Regions from separate parts of the Ovis aries genome. Here region 2 is linked to region 1. The links are chromatin contacts, called in public Hi-C maps. All regions are on one chromosome and are shown on one strand. The core of a region is the stretch at or near the end of the contact, and the rest is flanking DNA. Distances in the headings are between cores, read along the strand shown. Region 1 overlaps LOC132658421 (a long non-coding RNA gene). Region 2 overlaps ATE1 (arginyltransferase 1).

What was found. A called contact is a pair of places that touch in the nucleus more often than the background predicts.
Region 2: a contact with region 1 is called in a Hi-C map of hypothalamus, with 9 times the contacts expected there. The contact joins two enhancer-like sites. A contact is called at or near these places in 10 of 16 Hi-C or Micro-C datasets (blood, hypothalamus, liver and 5 more).

What each region holds. Positions count from the first base shown.
Region 1 is chr22:40,439,609-40,442,196 of ARS-UI_Ramb_v3.0, reverse strand. It overlaps LOC132658421 (a long non-coding RNA gene), which reads left to right. Exons shown (of 2, transcript XR_009598053.1): 1 at 1-351; 2 at 1,377-1,812. Among named protein-coding and RNA genes, the nearest start is that of WDR11, 74 kb to the right of the region's middle. Within about 2 kb of position 1,281, at least 4 of the 54 cell types and tissues checked have an H3K27ac peak or open chromatin away from gene starts, as enhancers often do. A contact at or near this core is called in hypothalamus, where this site is marked.
Region 2 is chr22:41,331,042-41,333,629 of ARS-UI_Ramb_v3.0, reverse strand. All of the region lies in intron 7 of ATE1 (arginyltransferase 1), which reads left to right. Among named protein-coding and RNA genes, the nearest start is that of ATE1, 28 kb to the left of the region's middle. Within about 2 kb of position 1,314, at least 6 of the 54 cell types and tissues checked have an H3K27ac peak or open chromatin away from gene starts, as enhancers often do. A contact at or near this core is called in hypothalamus, where this site is marked.

The DNA.
Region 1 (2,588 bases), core at 32-2,531:
CACAAAGAGCTGGGGGTGGACCTCCAAGGCGTGGGCTACAGCCTGGCTCCCCGCACCACTGTGTCCTGACAGCCCACTCCTGTGCTTCGTAAATTCAAACCTGGCGGAAGATGTTTATCAAGGTAGAAAAATAACACATGTTATCTCACAACTTACTATCTTGATTAGGAATGGCAATCGACACATGGCAGGGGGCCTCCACATTTACTCTTCTCCTGGCCTCCAAAATGTCAGGAAGTCTTGGAGGAATTTACCAGAACCAAGGAATCCTCCTCCTGGGGACAGACAGCTGAGTCTGTGCCCCTTTTCTTGCATCTTCCCTGAATGAGCCTCTGCACCCTGATCCTCCAGGTGAGGGCCAGCCTGGGTTTAGCATGAGGTCCCAGGGCCGCCCCCAGATCTGATGAACAGGGCCTCGGGGGAGGGTCTTGGGAAGCTGTGTCTTTCGCCCCCGTTCCCCTTCCTCCATCAAGTGGCTCAGAAGTGTGAGCCCTTCGTGGGGAAGGGGACAGGAGTTCTCTGTTTAAAGCCCAGCAGGGGGCTTGCCTGCTGTCTCTGAATAGATGTTTGGGGGCCCTGGGGTCAGATCCTTGTAGGGAACCCCCTTTTCCAGCTGCACATGGAGGGGGCTCCAGACTCATGGGGCCTGACTTAAGAAACCACTCATGTCTGTCGTACACCCCGTCTGGAGGCCCGCAGAGCCCCACCTGGCCTGATTCTCCTTCAGGAGGGTGTGCAAAAGTTAGAACAGGAGGCAGTGAATGGCCTGTGTATTATTCTGACCTGCCACCGACGTGTGACCGTGGGCTTTTTTTCCCCCTCTGCAGGCCTCAGTTTCCCAGGGCTATATAAAGGTGATTTCCGAAAAAAAAAAAAACCTTCCACAAAAGGAATCAATTCACCTCTCCTAGTCACAAGAGAGGGCAAATGGATTAGAAAGTTTTTTGTCGTTTGGTCTAGTGGTTTTTGGAGCACTGAGTTGCCAGAGGAAATGAAGCCACTTAGTCTTGTCAGACTCTTTGCGACCCATTGGACTGTAACCTATCGGGCTCCTCTACCCATAGGATTTTCCAGGCAAGAGTACTGGAGTGGGTTGCCATTTCCTTCTCCAGGGGATCTTCCCAACCCAGGGATCAAACCTGTGTCTCCCATGTTGCGGGCAGATGCTTTATTGTCTGAGCCACCAGGGAACAGATGTTCAAACAGAAGACTCAGTGCCCACACACTGTTCAATGGGCTCATCCAGCTGCCCCACTCTTCTCGGTTTCCTGGTCTCTGCTGCCCTCTGCTGCCCAGAGCAGGCTGGGCCATGCCGATGCAGTCAGCAGGCGTGGATCCCAGGAGCCCTTTCTAAAGACTTCTCTTTTCACTTGCAGGAGACCTGAGGCTCAGAATGGACAGCGTCTTCCTTTAGGCCACACACCAGCTCAGCAGGGCAGAGGGTCCTCTGCCCCATGGCCCCTTCTGGAGCCTGGACCAGCCTCCAGAAGGGCAGCTTCTCAGGCCTCATTCCAGACCTGACTGAAACAGGTGGCTGCCGCTCAGCTTTCAGCATCTTTATAAACCCTCCACGTGATTCTCATGCATACTCCAGATGAGAACCTTTGCTATGGCTCTGGACCTGGAATTTCAGAGGAGGAATAGACTTTTAAAACAAAAATCATATTGTGCATCAGAGGAGCCTGGCGGGCTACAGTCCTTGGGGTAGCAAAGAGTCAGACACAATTGAGTGACTAAGCACACACACACACACACACACACACACACACACACACACACATCTTTAAAATTAAAATGATACATGAAAATGCAGAAGTTCAACTGCTTGGTTTTTATTTCATCCTTAAGTTCAGTGCTGTGAGAATGTGGATTCTCGTAGCACACAGGTGGGTTTCGTTCAGGCTTTTGCTGAGACTCCTTGGGGACACATAGAAAGTTTTCTCTGATCTGGGTGATGCGTGTGTCCCTCCAGTGAGTGACAGAGAGCTTCTGCTATCGAGCAGGATTTCTGAAGTCTGGAGGGAAGCATGTGATGATCGGCAGCATCAGGGGAAAGTCTTTGGACTTGCCAAGACAGTCCCGATTTGAATTCATTCGTCTATATATTCACCCCTTCACTTACACAACAACTGTTTATCAAGTGCCAGCTATGAATTCTGCAGACTGTGCTGGTTGTTCAGCCTTTGGTCTCTACCCTTACTGATACAGTCCAGTGGGAAAGACAGACGGGAGGCCAAAAATTACACAGAAAAATGAATTCCACTGAAATTAATTAGTCATAATGATAACGAGCTTCCTGAAGAGGACCTTCTGGGTGTCCTGATAGTCAGGAGGGCACAGCCTGGGGAGAGGATTATAAAACAGGGTGACGATATGTCTTATGAAGAAGGTGGTCCTGAGGGCTATGGGAGGGGAAGGGATGCCCTCTTCCTATGGGAGCTGCAAGGGGAACCCAGAGAAAAGACCTCACGGAGGTTGAGGGTTGGTGGGCTGAGTCTTTTTACTATGAGAATTTAAACTTGACTTTTATTATGAGACAACATTTTATTCTTAAAAATGTTTTTAAAATAGATAATACAGTAAATGTC
Region 2 (2,588 bases), core at 65-2,564, 890 kb before region 1:
TCTGCAGTGGACACCTGCCTCCTTTTAATAAGTCCCTGTTACAGGTCTATACTGGGCTTCCCTTGTGGCTCAGCTGGTAAAGAATCCACCTGCAATGCGGGAGACCTGGGTTCGATCCCTGGGTTGGGAAGATCCCCTGGAGAAGGGAATGGCTACCCACTCCAGTATTCTGGCTTGGAGAATTCCGTGGACTGTATAAGTCCACGGGGTCGCAGAGTCAGACAGGACTGAGCGACTTAGCTTTTCACTTTCACAGGTCTGTACTACAGAGAACTCCCTCCTATAAGCACGCTGTTCTCTATCTAATTAAACAGAGGAGGTTATCAGGCTTCGTGGTCACTCTGTTCCATGTTTTCATTTTCCCTTTTTTTGTGTCACACATTCACAAGCTGGCAACAAGAGAATACGATGGTGGGAGATGAAAGTGGTTTATCCCCTGCTCGATGTCTTTGTCAACAGTAAAGTCACTTTTCTGGCATAGGTCACAGAGCCCATCATCTTTGTTTCTCTTTAGATTGTTTGAAACACAGCGCTCTTTGAATCTATGGATGAAGATAGTGGAAATGTTTTCCTAGGCCACAAGCACACAATTGAATAACACCAGACAGTTACTCTCTGTTTGTTTGTAGGTAGTCATGACATCAACGGTGTCACTTACCATTTATTGTAAAATCTTTAAACAGGCTTTTTAAAAAGAAAAAGATGAACAAACTTTGTTTTTTACAGTAGTTTTAGATTAAGAAGCCGTTTTGGAAAGAAGTTCACATATTATTTGAGAGACATCACTAGGATTAATAAATCTGAATTATGTATTTTTACCTTAATATTATAAAGAACCTTAAAATGGAAAATTTCAGGCGTTTGTAGAGATAATAGTGCAGTGAACTCCGTATGCCCATTGCCCAGCTTCAACACTGTCAGCACTTAGCCTTGTTTCCGCTTGCCACCTTTTGTTTGTTGTCCCTGAAATTATGCTCTTTTATCTATAAATACTTTTTTTTCCTGCTTATTCCATCAGGCAGTCTTACATAACTTTAAAAGTTACAGTGATTGAGGTAATTTCATGCTATCCTGCTTTCTCAGAAAGCACTGTTTTCTAAAATTAGTTCAGAGAACTTACTGTGAGAGACTCACACATCAGGAGACCTCTGCTTCTGAGGGATATTTATTTTGGGGAAAGTTGTGTTAGAGTCAGGCCTGAAGGATAAGACGGTAAGCGTGGTAAATAGAAGGTTGCCATGGGTCTCTTCTGACCCCTGGAGAACTAAGAGGAAGCAGTAGTGTGTTGAGAGCACCAGACTGTTGTCTCACTCCAGCCGCCAGGTGGTGCTCTAGATACAGAACAGGTTTGCTCTGAACATCAGGCTCGGTCCCTATGGGGTGTGTCTTTACAGCCTAAGAAGTATGGATGTTTTTCTTCTGCCATTTATAAGACTGACTTTGCATTGAGGCATTGAACATGATAATTACAAATGATTCTTTGCTTGTTAAAGATGTAAGTATTTTCCAGCACTTAACCTAGAGAGGAGCTTTCAGATTTGTTTTCCCTTCTTAATAGCCTTACTCTATGTATATGAAAATAATAACAGCCTATGTTTAGAAACTTATTCAGTGTATTGTACTGACATTTTCCTTCAATTATGCAGAGGAACCAGACAATTTTGTATAGGATAGGTATATACTATTTTATAAATACCTAACTGTCATAATCAATAGAATTTGAGTGATGGCAAAGGGTGAGCATTTTGAAATCTTAAGATATTTTTTCAGGCTACTTTTTGAGTAAAGTAGAGGGCTTGAAGTAGAGGGCAACATTTGTACAATTTAGTCAAAAAAGCCACAGAGAGTAACTTTAGGGGAAGAAAAGGCAGCGTGAGGGCATGTGGTACGCAGCAGTGCTGTGAGGGCAGAGCACGCCTGCGGCCAGGAGGGCCACTGTCACAAGTCTTGCTCGGCGTTCTGGGACAGAAGGCGGCCCCTGTGAGCAGCCCCTAAGTCAGGACAGTTTTGTGTCATAATCTCTCTCGAGGTGTGCTGCATGACATTTTTTATTAATAATAGTTAAATCATCAAGGTTGTAAAATCATTTACTTAAATTAGAGCAGAGGCCATGGTTCTATCCCCATGTCATACTGTTAATTCTGAGGAAGATGCATAGGGGTAGAGTTAAACCAGCAGTGGGAACATTTTTTCCTAAAAGTTCTTTCTTTAGGTCAAGAATTTCCAAAACTTGTCTCAGATCATAAAATCGTAGCATCATAAAGCATTAGAGATAGGACCTTCATGATTGTGTAGAGGGTATGGGTAGGGTATGGATTCACTCCTCTTACTTAGAGAATTAATTTGTCTAGGGTAACACAGGTGGTGAGTGGCAGAGCAGTGTCTCCAAATTTAAGAGCTTTTTGCACTAGACCATGGTGTTGCCATGTGAAAGCATAAAAGTGGGCCGAAATAATTAACCTCAAATAACTGACACCAGTGAATGAACTGTTCAACATAAAGCAAAATTTCCAGACAATTGAAACATTTTCATTGTTAAGATTTTATGTATTCTGACCATTTGAAATGAGTCTTTTCCAAATGTGTCG